Regions from separate parts of the Pan troglodytes genome. Here region 2 is linked to region 1. Evidence: chromatin contacts called from public Hi-C data. All regions are on one chromosome and are shown on one strand. Each heading gives the region's core, a stretch centred on a gene start, on an enhancer-like site or on the middle of the called end of the contact. The rest is flanking DNA. Distances are from core to core; before and after follow the strand shown. Region 1 overlaps LOC735522 (disintegrin and metalloproteinase domain-containing protein 5). Region 2 overlaps IDO2 (indoleamine 2,3-dioxygenase 2).

Region 1 (6,987 bases), core at 2,271-4,770:
CTGTCTCCTGGGTTCAAGCAATTCTCCTGCCTCAGCCTCTCGAGCAGTTGGGATTACAGGTGCCCACCACCACGCTCAGCTATTTTTAAAAAATTTTTAGTAGAGATGGGGTTTCACCATGTCTTGAACTCCTGACCTCAGGTGATCTGCCTGCCTCAGCCTCCCAAAGCGCTGGGATTACAGGCGTGAGCCACCATGCCTGGCCCCTGGTGAAGGATTTTAAGGACTTTCTATTGGCTGGAAGCTGGAAAATGGAGTTTGCCATTCTCTGACCATAGCCATTTTGAGGGCTGAAAAGTATGCCCTTGAGAAGTGGCCTATTTTATTTTTGCAGGGGAATACTGAGGTTAATTTTTCTTATGGAGCGTTCCTAGATTAGAAGGGCTTGAAGCGTGTTAATGCCTTGAAGTTTCCTTGTCGCTGACTTAGCTGTCTGATCAGCTAACCTATATTTTTTGGCTACCTTATCTGTTTCCTTTTGATGTTACTCAGAGTGCATTTTTGCTATTTTTTGTGATAGAAAAACTGAGGATAATAGCCTGCTAATTTTTTGGTGACATTTTATAGATTTATTGGTGGTAAGAAAATGTGTTTCCTTTTAAATGGCAGCATGAGCATGGAGAGCTATGAAAGCATACTTAGTGTTAGTATAAATGTTAGCTATTTTTCCCTTGCTTAATTCAAGTGCTCTTGTCAGAGCTATTAGTTTAGCTATTTGAGTGCCTGTGCCTGGGGAGAGTGACTACTGTTTATTCAGCCTTACGCACTTCTTGCTTTAACCACTGTTTGTTAGCTAAGAAGAGCTCCCCCTAGAGGACAGTAATCCTGCCACTTTATGTGGAGTGTACATAGTTAAATTATTTCCTAGGGTTAACTTGGAGGCTTTTTTGAATAGTAGAACTATCATGACAATGGCTTGGAAGCATGTGTTAATAGGTCCTCTTAACTGCAAATAAAGTTGAGAAAAATATTGGATTAGAGTTTTCCTTGAGATGCCCCTTACAGTCATGCTATGGGAAGAGGGGAGGCCTGGATTACAGACGAGAGAAAAGAGAGAGACTGGCTCTAGTGTTTAGAAGGAGGTCCACTTTCTTTAATTTCCAGAATTAGCTGGGGTTTCTGTGCTATAATGGCAGTTTGAGCTGCTGGAGCTGGGGCTTGAGCCATGGGACCCATTAGTCCTGCTGGACCGTCTGTGAGACTGTTTCTGAACCCAGTAACCTCCACCTCTGGGGGCAGTTTCATCTCCAGTGGTTTGTGCCACAAACTAGACAGGTTTGAGGTGGCTTCGTCTTGCTGCCTGGGCATTCCTTCTTAAAATGCCCTGGCCTGCCACACTAATAGCAATTAGCCGATGCACCTGGGGGATCCTGGACTTTGCAAGCCTGCTAAGCTGCTGCTAGAGACTTTGTCCTTTTTCTGAGCTTTCTTTCTTTCTTTTGGGCCTCCTTCTGGTCCCTATTATAAAAGACTGAAGTGGCCACCTTCAGGAAGTTCTCTAAGGTGCTATTTGGTCCTATAGCTTGCTTCTGTAGTTTTCTTCTAATATTGGGAGCTGCCTGTGTAATAAACTTGTCCTTCAGGATGAGCTGTCCCTTGACTGAATTAGGGGATAAAGAGGCGTGTTCTATTAGTGCTTCTCTCAGCCTTTCCATAAAGGCTACAAGATTCTCATTTGGCTTTTGTTTTATTATAGATAGTTGAGAGTAATTGAGTGGTTGGTCCTGGTTTTTCATAGGCCTTCTAAAATGCATATTAAAAAGTGCTTTCTTTTCCATCTAGCTCCTGAGCTATTGGGGTTTCAGTTAGAGTTGTCTACTGGAACTGCTTCCCTCCCAATTGGGAATGGTGTTTCTATTACTTTTTCACTTTCCCAATCTGCTTTCTTACCTTTTGGTGTATTATGGGAGATACACCATTGTTCATTTTCAAAATTCTCTGCTGCTTGCAGAGCTGCCTGCTTTTCAGCTGCAGTGAGGGTCTGACTTAGGACCAATATGACATTACTTCATATTTTGGAGAGCTTTTATATACCTATCAGGGTCATCAGAAAATCAGCCTAAGTCTCCCTTTATTTGTTTAAGGTCCTATAATCAGAAGTGAACTTGAAGGGGCCCCAACTAAGGGGGATCCTTAGATGGTTCCCCTGGAAATTGCTTTTTTAATTTTGGGGAACTATTTTCCCTGGGCCTGCCTGATATGATTGCTCAAAGAGCTGGGTTGATCTTACAATGCTTGTAAAGGTTTAGTAAAAATGCTATGCCCTTGTGGAAAAGAAAATGAGTTGCTTTTTTCTTCAATGTTCTGAGGTTAAGGAAGTGCCAGTGTTTCCGAGTGCATTCCAGAGGGGTGCAAGCTGAAGATAATTTGTTACCCATTTAGGAAAAGAAAAGAGAATAAAAGCGTCCTCTTATTCTCCTTCCTTTCCATATGACCCAGAGTGGAGGAGAATCCTCGGACATTTTTCCTTCCCTGGTTTCTGGATCCTGGCCCCATGTTAAATGTGCCACCCATGGTTGAAGGCATGGTCCTTCAAACCATGGAATCAGATGAACTAAGCGATGGGACTAACCACACTTTACCCATGCAACCTTAGCTTCTCCGCCTTGTGTGATTCCTCTCTGACTTCCTAAAGCTGTGTGATCCTCCTGGCTCCCCGAAAAATGGATCTCGGGAGAGACTGTGTCACCTTTGGGCAAGGCTCCTTTAATGTAGGCAATGTGCTAGATTGCCTGCTATTATGGCCCGTGCTAAAGCATTTACCCTTAAAAAATGGTTCCGGTTATCTTCTGAATTTAAAATCCCCTAACTAATTAAGTACTATCTTAATTGGAGACAGAATAGGTGCCTTAAAAGAATATAGCAACTGAATGGCCATTTTCCTGCTGATGGGACAATATCCAGACTAAAATTTGGCCATGGAAGACATCTTACTCCTAACTGTTGCAGCAAAGGACTGGCAATGTATCTTATGAAGAGGATTTCTATTTCCACTAGATGGCGCTGTTGGCTTAGAAATAACATGTGCTCATTAGCAGTGAGTGACCTCACTGTGGGTGAAAGGCGAGAACTCTCTTCCTAGAAGGTTGCGATGGCATTTTTCCTGAGCTATATCCCCAGTCTACAGCATTTCCTGATCTTGCCTAACAGGATTATTTCGCTAGCCCATAAAAGTACCCACACATTCGACACACACACAGAGAGTAAGAGACTACAGATAGAGAAGAAAAGTTTGGCGACAGGATAGCTGGAGGAGAGCCTTGAAATTAAAGGACAGATTTAAGGTGGAAGTTCGCTCCTAATACTCACCACTCCGATGAATGAATTCTCGGCCCATGAACCAAAATGATACAGCTCTGATAAATGAAGGAATGGGGGGCTCGGAACAAAGAGGAACCCCAGGTGCAGCAAAGAAGTAGTTGCTTATATTGGGAAGCTAAAGGAGGCAGTATCTAATTTACGTAGGGCCCAGGGGATTGGTTTAACCAGGTGTATCATCCACATAGCCCATGAGAAACCTGGCCCTCCTACCTTAGCCCTTTAATATGCAAATGTGGGTCACCACACTGTTTTATCACATGGTGTTATCTAAAGGTGGCCATAATACTTGGCACACCTGGTAACAAGAAGGAAAAGGTGGGACTCGCCATGTTAAGTGGACCCAGATTTTAATCATCAGCATTTGCATATCAAAGCTTGCTGGCCTGGCCCTTCCTGTTGCGTTTTCTGTTAAGTAAGAAATGTTTCAGGGGGTTGTTTCTTATTATAGGAAAATTTGCACCAAGAACCTTTACCCTTTCTAGTGGCCTAAAAACTGTTTCTTAATAACTCCTGTATTATTGCCATGAACGTTGGTGTACAAATATTTTTATGAGTCTGCACTTTCAATTTTTGTAGGTATATACCCAGAAGTAGAAGGTTAGCTCGTATGGTAATTCTATGTTTAACTTTTTGAAGAGCTGTCATACTGTTTTCCACAGCAGCTGCACCATGTTCCATTCCCATTAGTAATGCACAAGGACTTCAGTTTCTTCCCGTTCTCACCAACAATTGTTATATTCAGTTTGTTTTATTAATAATAGTAATTCTAATGGGTGTGAAGTGGTATCATCTTGTAGGTTTGATTTTCATTTCCTTAATGATTAGTGATGTTGAGTGTCTTCTCCTGTGCTTATTTCTCATCTGTAGGTCTTCTTTGGAGAAATGTCTGTTCAAGTCCTTTGCCCATCTTTTAACTGCACTGTTGTTTTTGTTGCTATGGTTGTTATAGAGACTGGGGATTTCTTTATGTATTCTGGATATTAATTCCTTATCTGATATATGATTTGCAAATACTTTCTTCCATACTGTGTGTTGCCATTTTACTCAGTTGATGGTGTCCACTGATGCACAATAGTTTCTAATTTTATGTTGGCTTTTCTGTGTATCCAGTTATAGTTTAGTCCATTCATCAAAAGCCACATTCACAAATTCTTTAAAAAATAGGCACCTTTACTCTGGGAGGCTTGCCAAGCTTCTGAGTGACAACTCCCTTAATATTAGAAACCGTTTTTTGTATAACTAAGGGTGTCTACTAAGTACAATCTTAAATCTCTCAAAGGCCTCAACAAAATGTACTATAGTTACACCCTTGATGTGAGATAGTTTCTTACTTTGAGTGTGAATGGCTGGAGATAAGGATTCTCCTTACAATCGGAACAGTTTGTTCCTTTAGCATATCTCTTTCTTCTTTTACTTTATCAAAAACAGCAAATATAAGCTAATTGACATACTTAACACTCTGATTTTAAATTATTTTGCCAAAGTTCACAAATTGATTAGGTACATTTAAAATTTTTTTCCAAGACTACACATTGGGTACAGAGTACACTGCTCAGGTGATGGGTGAACCTAAATCTCAGAAATCACCACTAAATAACTTAATTATGTAACCAGACACCACCCTTTGCAAGTAAACTCTCAGGATTTTAGTTCCAGCAAATGAAGGCAAAAGTGACTAATCAGAGCAAATGAGACTCAGCCAGGTGCATCAGTCGCAGGGTGCATGAGCCTCATCCAGCTGGCACAGAGCACTGCTTCTGTGACCACCAAGCTGCAGACAAACCAGCAGACTGCAAAGAACTACATCACTTAGAAGCTGATAGAAGTCTTATTATTGTGATAGACTATGCTGAAACATTGAGCCTTACTGTAATTAATCATTTCATATAATTTTCACAATGACAGTAAAATCCTGCCACAAGTGGCACTGTCAACTTTTCTGCTTTTCTATGTGCATTCCCTTTTCCTCACATTGACATTCAAATTACAGAGTCTCCTTCGTCTAAAGGAGCTGTCCTATTGAAGCAGCATCCTTGCCTGGGGAAATACCCGAGGTTTGTCGTCTCGTTCTGAGATTAATGACATGGACACACACACATGGAATGGGTTAAGGAGCAGGAAGTTAAATAGGCAGAAGAAAGGAGAGAGGAGAGCAGCTTGCTCTTTCTTATGAGAGAGAGATGTCCAAAAGGGAAAAGTCGGCCGGCGGCGGACTGCTCCAGATCTTATAGGCAGGATGGAGGAGGCAGTGTTGGATTTCCGTAGGCCCCACAGTTTGGTTTGATCAGGTGTAATGTTTACATGGTGCCCAGGGAAGGCTGGTTGCCCCGCCCTAATCTTATTATGCAAATGGACTTTCTACTTGGCCAGCGCCATCTTGTCTGCTCCTTACTGTACGTGTGGCTGGCAAAGAGAAGATGGAGCTGCCATTTTGAACATGCCTATTCCCAGGTGGCCTTTTCCTATTGGCACAACTGCCGGCATTCGCCTGTGCAAGCTTCTAGCTTGCTTGTCTATGTCTGCAGCTTGATTTTACAGGCTGATGTTTGTTAGAAAAGAAAATGATTTTGGAGTTGCTTTTCATTAAAAGGAAAACCTTACTGAGGACTCCCGTACCCTCAGTATCTGCCTAAGTAATTTCTTCTTAACTCCTATATAACCAGCTCGCTAATGGGACCAATTCATTTAACCTGCACTGCAGTACAGCCACAGAGCCGAGTAATATGTATAGGATCCAGGGGAAATGAGTCCTCCCAGCTGGCCCCTCCTGCCATTTGATTCAGAGATGAGAGTTCCTCTTTCTTTTGACTTAGGCTGATTTACAGAAAAAAAGCACATTCCAGAATAATCAAGTTAAGTATTAGCCAGATAATCTTCAGCTGCTGGCTTGGATTATATAACAACTCCCTAATTCTAGAAGCTAAGGAACAGAAGGCCAGCATTTTCTCTGATTTCCTATAGTTTTAATGCTTTTCCACTCTCCCCTTCCCTTCTCCCAGCCCACTGTCCCACCACTTCACTGCATATGCCTTTGAAAGTCTATGTGGATCATATTCCTCAGCTATTTTGATTATCTTGGGTGCTTCTGCTTACACTGCCATGTATCCTGGCCTCATAAAATATTCACTTTACGTGACCCTTGCTTGCTGCCTTTAACACACTCACCATAGAACTCTTGCAGAGACAAAATTCCAGGAAAAGCACCTGCAACTATTAGTGCATTAAACCAGTATTCCGAGATGACTCAATGCATTGCTTCTGCCGTAGAAGAAAATGCTGGGGTGAAGCGAGAGCACAGGTGAAAGACCTGGTTTTCCTTAAATGGATAAAGCCTCAGAGGCATTTCTATTCTTGGAGGACCCAGTCCTGATTCTTCTGATCATTTTTCAAATCAGCTTAATGAATATGAGATGGGCTGTACATTAAACTGATATAACAGGTAAATATCACCTGCATTTAGCATGGGCAGCTGATATAGGGCAACTGTTTTCTGTGATTGTAAAGAATTTGTAAGGGGAGTAAAAATGCGGGCCGGATTTCTGAATGAGATTTACATTCTGCTCTCACTCTTGACCCACTGCCACAATAAACACGGGGAGATATTTTTAAGCTCTCATGAGTAAAAGCAATGCCAATTGCTATAGATTGCTTTTGGTAGAATTTTGG
Region 2 (7,232 bases), core at 2,133-4,632, 540 kb after region 1:
TCATGGGGTTGGATTTCCCCAATGCTATTCTCATGATAGTGAGTGAGTTCTCACAACATCTCATTATTATTATTATTATTATTATTATTATTGCAACAGAGTCTCACTCTATCACCCAGGCTGGAGTGCAGTGGCGTCATCTCGGCTCGCTGCAACCTCTTGCCTCAGTCTCTTGCGTAGCTGGGATTACAGGCATGCCCCGTCACGCCCAGCTAATTTTTGTATTTTTAGTAGAGACGGAGTTTCACCATGTTGGCCAGGCTGATCTCGAACTCCTGACCTCAGGTAATCTGCCTACCTCGCTCTCCCAAAGTGCTGGAATTACAGGCGTGAGCCACTGTGCCTGGCCAGTTCTCACAAGATCTGATGGTTTAAAAGTGTGGCACTTCCCCCACCTCCTGCCGCCATGTAAGATGCTTGCTTACCCTTCCACCATGATTGAAAAGTTTCATGAGGCCTCCTAGCCACGCTTCCTGGTAAGCCTAAGGATCTCTGAGTCAATTACACCTCGTTTCTTTATAAATTACCCAGTCTCAGGTAGTTCTTTATAGCAGTGTAAGAACGAACTAATACACATATAAACGGATTAGAGGCAGCACTGGCCTGAGTTGTGAAACTCTTCCCAGCCTGGTCCTGCGATTAGCTGGCTATATGACCTTGGACAAGCTGCTTTGCTTCTCTGGACCATGGTTTCATACCTGCAAAAAAAAGAGCATGGACTTAGCTGTTGCCTGGGTCTCTCTAGCCCTGTGGAGAATCAGCTACATCTCTTACTAGGAACTTCTCATTCAGCCAGTTATTCCACTGCAGAGATGGTCCAGGACCATCAGAGCCATGCTAGACATTGGGAGGCTGCCTGTCAGGTGAACATGAAATTGAACTTATCTCTTCTCTTTCCTCCCTGAATGTTGCTGAAGGTAGATGCCCATCCTCAGGGCTGTCTTATGGAGAGGAAAAAGTTGTGCAGTGATTCCACCCTGCAGTTATCTAACTCGGCAGGGACCTCTGGGCAGTGAGTACTCACGGTACAGTCTCCACACCTCTAATCATGTGCTCCTCTCCTTCCCAAGGAACCTGGAGACCATCATCTCATTTCCTGGGGGAGAGAGCCTGCATGGTTTTATACTGGTGACTGCTTTGGTGGAGAAAGCAGCAGTGCCTGGGATAAAGGTATCTTCTCACTTGATAGCACCTTTTCTTTTTAAATGAGCTTGAGCTTTACTTCCCACTCAGTGCCTTTCCTGCAGTGGATTTCTCAATACGAATGAATATAGACCTTGTCCTGCTTAGTTCAAGTCTGAGAGAAGAGATCTAAGCTCTAGGCCACCATATTTGCTCCCTTTTCTCAATTCCTATAAAACTTGGAATGGACCTTTTGTCCATTCAACAAACAGGCATTGGTTTGGGCAATGGGAAATTAGATCGAACAAGACAGACATTTTCCCAGCCCTGACAGAAGCTTATGATGGATACAGTGGATGAAGATGGATTAACGTGGATTACAGGTGTGAGCCACTGCACCAGGCCTCAAACTGGAAATTCTTCAGGAGTCAGACAGGTACCAGGAAGGCTGGATAGAAGACAAAAGACAGTGATGCAGCCTGTGATCAACTACAGCGTTAATGCCTTGCCTAAAAATATTTCAGTTAGATTTCTGCCTTCTCTCTGTCACTCAGGCCAGAGTGCAATGGCGTGGTTTTAGCTCACTGCAATCTCCACCTCCCAGGTTCAAGCGATTCTCCTCCCTCAGCCTCCTAAGTAGTGCACGCCACCATGCCTGGCTAATTTTTGTATTTTTAGTAGAGACAGGGTTTCACCATGTTGGTCAGGCTGGCCTCGAACTCCTGACCTAGTGATCCGCTTGCCTCAGCCTCCCAAAGTGCTGGGATTACAGGTGTGAGCCACCCTGCCCAGCCAACACTACCTCCCTTGATAAGCATATGTTGAGCACCTACTGGTCCTCAATAGGGTGACCCATTGCTGGTATATTATAGCGCTTTCTTTCTCTCTCAGTAGTTAAACTCCATGGTTACTTTAGTTCTCATCCATGTGTTTAGTCCATTAGAAGATACAGAGTCAAATATCAGCCTTCCAAGTGTAGTTCAGATGAAGTAGAGACTCAAGGAAGACAAGGAAGTCTTCCCAGCAGAGGGGATTCTAGAGCTGGGGGCTCTGTAGAATCTCTCTGTGTATTAGTCCATTTTCACACTGTTATAAACATACTACCTGAGACTGGGTAATTTATAAAGGAAAGAAGTTTAATTGACTCATAGTTCTGCATGGATGGGGAGGCCTCAGGAAACTTACAACCATGGAGGAAAGTGAAGGGGAAGCAAGAACCTCTTCACGAGGCAGCAGGAGAGAGAGAGAGCAAAGCGGGGAGCTGCCAAACACTTTTATACAATCAGATTTTGTGAAAACTCTCCCTCATATCATGAGAACAGTATGGGAGAGCCCACCCCCATAATTCAATCACCTCCCACCAGGTCCCTCCATCAGCCTGTGGGGATTACCATCCAAGATGAGATTTGGGTGGGGACACAGATTTCAACACAGATTTAAATCTGACTTTATATGAGAGCTTCGGAGCAAGGATGCCCCAGTTGGAGATGCAGTAGAACTGATCATAACATGTGACAAATCCGAGAGAAGAAGAGTAAAATAATAGTACTCAGGCCCTTGGGAGGTGCAAGAAGTAACAGCCAGATGAAATTCCAGAAACACTTACCTAGGGGTCTGTCTGGGAGGTCCCCAGGGAGCTTCTGGCTGTCAGGCCGACCCCACAGTGGATCTAGCTTAGGACGTTCCGAGGAAGCTCTGACAAACTGTCCGGTCCTCCCCTGGGTTCCCACAGTATGAGGCTTACTCTGCCTGCATGGACTTTAAGGGAGTGCTAATAAGTTGTGTACATGAATCTCATCCCTAGGCTCTTGTTCAGGCCACGAATGCTATCTTGCAGCCCAACCAGGAGGCCCTGCTCCAAGCCCTGCAGCGACTGAGACTGTCTATTCAGGACATCACCAAAACCTTAGGACAGATGCATGGTAAGATGCTTCCGAAGCTCCTGAAGGATCCCCCAGGGGTCCTGGGCTCTGCTTAGGGGAAGAGGGCCTGGAGACCAGGCATGTTCTGAAGGGGGTGATAATACATTCATCCACCAGATGACGCTGGTGGACTATCTTTGTTTTAGGTTAAAACACGTATTATCTTGGAGAGCTATTGTCACAGCTTTGTATTCTCCCTCTCCTTTATATTCTCCCATGATTAAGGTGGTTTCCCTTCTGCAGTGGCCAGATATTTCTTAGGCATGTTGAGGTCTTGCCTGAAGCTTGAGAGGAGGGGATGGGATGCACAGTAATGTTGATCGCGCGTGCCCCATCCTGCAGTGTTAGGTACTGCAGAGCAGGTTGTCTACACTCTGTAATGCCCCTTTTATTCTAACCCCCTGTGTTGGTTCCTGAGATGTCTGACCTTGGTTTTAAGCCTTGTCTAATGGATGGCCTGTGTTCCCTTTCTGTAGCTAGGGCAGGCTGAGTTGTCAAAGGTAGGAAAGTTGTCAGAATCAACATGGAGTCACTTGTGTTGAAGAAAAATTTTTAAAACTTGACAAATAGAGCTGGGGAAGGCTACAAAGAGAGAGCTCCCGTGTATAAATGCCTGATAACAAAATCTTTTCCAAAGGACTGAAAAAATCACCACCTTGCACAAAGGCCATCACAACCTTACATACACAAAAAAATACTTACACAACAACATCTGCCCAGCAACTGCCTTTCCAGCATCGGCCTTGTGCCACCCTTTTTATTGATGCTCATAGCCAAGGTTAATGATCTCAAAAGTTATGTAATTGTCCTCATTTTTCCTTTAAAAACCTTTGTCTTCCTTTATCTTTCTGAATACCCACATGGTTTGTTATGGCACACGTATTCCCATTGCAATGCCCTATTCCACAATAAATATCGGTTTCCATTAGGGAGCCTCTCCCTGTTAATCTGCTTAACACAGGCATGGTCAATTATGGGGCGCAACCTTCCTGGACCGGTTACATCTTATTCTGGTTACTGCATTCAGTTTCCAGCATCTGGAAGGCTCCTCAAATTCTTCTCTCAGAGGAATCTGAAGAATGTATGTGCTTAGGAGGATGTGAGAGAGGGGTGTGGTTTCTTAACAAGAGAATATCAGAGTCTAAGTATCATTTTCCCTGAATCTTGCTTCCCTGTAGGAAAGAAAGATTCTGGGAAAAGAGAGTGTTTACAAGAAGCAGGACTGGAGGGAGGGAGAAAGACGCTAGGTACTGCCAAGCTTTATTATCTTGTATTAAAAAAGTAAATATAATTTGTCATCCCAGCCTCTCAGCATTAGTAGAAATCTATCTGAAGTCACAGGATTAGGTATTATCCACTTCCTGGTTTTATAGTTTATATTTGTATTTTCTCTATTTCCTTGAATTTTAATTTTAAAGCCCTCATGATCACATCAGTAGGTCTTCTGCCAAACAGCTCCCTTAAGTTGTATGGTGGCTTTGCCAAGCTGAAATGAGATGAGATGTGTTTTAGCTTTGCCAAGAAAGCCTGAGTCCATCACTTAGGATATCAAGGCTATTAGGGAGATAGTGCAGGTGTCTTCAGATCACATGGATGAGCAAAAGGAAGCAATTTTGGAAGATTATGAGAAACCTTCCACCAGGTCCCAGTGTACGTAGCAGTAAGATGGTGCATGCAGTGTCTAACTGTCACAGGCTTTCCTAGGGCTCACTTTCAGACTCACTTCGTTTTTTTTTTTTGTGTGTGTGAGACGGAGTCTCACTCTGTCGCCCAGGCTGGAGTGCAGTGCCACTGCAACCTCTACCTCCCGGGTTCAAGTGATTCTCTTGGCTCAGTCTCCCTAGTAGCTGGGATTATAGGCATGCACCACCATGCCCGGCTAATTTTTGTATTTTTAGTAGAGATGGGGTTTCGCCATGTTGGCCAGGCTGGTCTCGAACTCCTGACCTCAGGTGATCTGCCTACCTTGACCTCCCAAAGTGCTGGGATTACAGCCGTGAGCCACTGCGCCCAGCTCAGACTCACTTCTTAGGCCCAGGCCAACCCACTGTGTTCTCCTGCTCAGCCTCTGCAGGAGGTCTCATCGTCTAAGGAGGTCCCAGGGCTACCGCCCTTGTTTTCTCAAAAGGCACATTTTCCCACACAGACATAATTTCGTTTCAGTGTTTTACTCCTAGTCACATTCATCTATATGGAGAAATAGCTGAATGGATTGGACTGTGTTTTCTAAAGATGGCCCTGTGCCATCCTGCACGCTCCTCCACAGCGTGGCCTGGGTATTCCTTTCGACCAGGGGTGGACTCTGTGCCCCTACTTGTGATGTACATGTTGCCAATAGAATGTAGTATAGGGGATAGCACAGACTTCTGAGGCAAGACTAGAAGAGGTGACGCAGGTTTAACCTTGTGTCCTGAGCCACTAGGTGAAAAGTCCACCTACCCTGAGATCACTCTGCTGTGCAAACGACACAGGCAAACCACATCAAAGAGCCATGTGTGGGTTCTCCAGTTGGCTTCTGCCCAGGAGTGAAGGTGCCTTCAGATGGTTCTAGGCTCCCATCCCAACTTATGTCCTGTCTTGAAGTCTTCCCAACTGGGGCACCAGCCACTGTGGAGCAGAGACAAGCCATTGCCATCTTGTCCTGCCCAGATTCCCCATCAACAGAATATAGTGGTTTTTTCACAACCCTATGTTTGGAGTGGTTTCTATGCAGCAATAGTAACCACAAGAAATAAAGTTACAAAAATAGTAACACACACTAGAACCGCAAGATTTAAGGAATCACCTGAATGCTCCAGTCATTGTCTCTGGTTTGTAATGATAAACTTTCTTCTGCGTGATAAATAGAGCTTGGCTGGACTTTTTCCCTCTGCTTCCATTCCCCAAAATGGAGCGTACCAAACAATTGCTTCTTTCAGAGCCCAGCTTTAGCAAGAGTCATGAGCTCTAATCCCTTCATCCATAAATACTTCCTTTCCAGGCACGTAGAGCCCTTCACACTCAGGGCTGAGTAGAAAATGCCTGTTGCAGACTGCAGTGGCGTTTTGGAGAGCCACCCTCCTGGTACCTGAGTCACTAGTCCTTTGCCCAGCTTTTCTCAGTTTTGTAAAGTGCTCACTTCTGAGTGGAAGACAGAACCAGCCCGGTCTATTTTCATAATCTGCCCCCATAAGGCAGAAGTCCACACGGTACTGGAAACATAACCCTATCTATGTCAGTCTGCCGCTGCCTGCCGCCTGTCAACCGTGTGTGTCTGCATCCAGTCCTTCTTTGGAGCTGGTTTCCAGAGACTCAGCCAGATCTGAGCTTTCTGACTCATTGGAAGGTTAAACTATTTTCAGACTTTCAAGTGTTGAGATTATTAAGACATGTGTTTTTTTTTTCTTCTTTTTTTGGCATGCTTACTGATCGCCCCTGTTCTCTAGGAAGTAATGTTCTTCTTGGACAAGGTGAAGGATATTTTTCTCCCCAAGAAGCCATGGAAATGTTTGCCTTTATTTACTTCCAAATTAACAGAATTTCCAGCTTTTGCTTGACCCATCGGCGCATTGGCAGCGTTAAGAATTTTTTCTTTTAGCAGTAATGAGGAGTTGAAGGGTTTCTTCCTAACCATTTAATGTATGCGTTTAAATCAGGTTTCTTTTTGAGTAAATTGGGGCTAAGCTGTAGTGTGAACTTCTGCTACTGTTCCTTTCTCATTAGTTCACTTGATTTCATGGAAGGAATTTTCCATCTCAGCCTGTGAACTTATTTTGTCTAAACTCAATTGGAAAGTAATTAACACTCAGATTCTTCTTTAATAAATTCTATATGATAATAAAATCATACAAACATCTCTTTATTTTTCTTTTTGACCTAGAAAAGATGTTCACAGGCCAGACCTGGTGGCTGAAGCCTGTAATCCCAGCACACTGAGAGGAAGAGGCGGGTGGATCACATGAGGTCAGTCCGAGGGCAGGGTAGCCAACGTGGTGAAACCCCATCTCCAGTAAAAACACAAAAATTAGCTGGGCATGGTGGCACATGCCTGTAATCCCAGCTACTCAGGAGGCTGAGGCAGGAGAATCACTTGAACCTGGGAGATGGAAGTTGCAGTGAGCCTAGATCCTGCCACTGCACTCCAGCCTGGGCGACAGAGTGAGACTCTGTCCCCAAAAAAATAAATAAATAAAAGATGTTCACAATATA

What was found. Hi-C and Micro-C count contacts between places; a contact is called where the count stands out from the background.
Region 2: a Hi-C map of induced pluripotent stem cells shows a contact between it and region 1, with 2.8 times the contacts expected there. The contact joins two enhancer-like sites. A contact is called at or near these places in 2 of 7 Hi-C or Micro-C datasets (induced pluripotent stem cells and stem cell-derived neural progenitor cells).

Annotation. Positions count from the first base shown.
Region 1 is chr7:47,748,686-47,755,672 of NHGRI_mPanTro3-v2.0_pri, forward strand. The region is part of intron 7 of LOC735522 (disintegrin and metalloproteinase domain-containing protein 5); the gene reads left to right. Among named protein-coding and RNA genes, the nearest start is that of ADAM18, 130 kb to the right of the region's middle. Within about 2 kb of position 3,521, at least 1 of the 24 cell types and tissues checked has an H3K27ac peak or open chromatin away from gene starts, as enhancers often do. A contact at or near this core is called in induced pluripotent stem cells, where this site is marked.
Region 2 is chr7:48,285,074-48,292,305 of NHGRI_mPanTro3-v2.0_pri, forward strand. It overlaps IDO2 (indoleamine 2,3-dioxygenase 2), which reads left to right. Exons shown (of 11, transcript XM_054656458.1): 7 at 1,071-1,170; 8 at 2,927-3,044. Among named protein-coding and RNA genes, the nearest start is that of IDO2, 28 kb to the left of the region's middle. Within about 2 kb of position 3,383, at least 2 of the 24 cell types and tissues checked have an H3K27ac peak or open chromatin away from gene starts, as enhancers often do. A contact at or near this core is called in induced pluripotent stem cells, where this site is marked.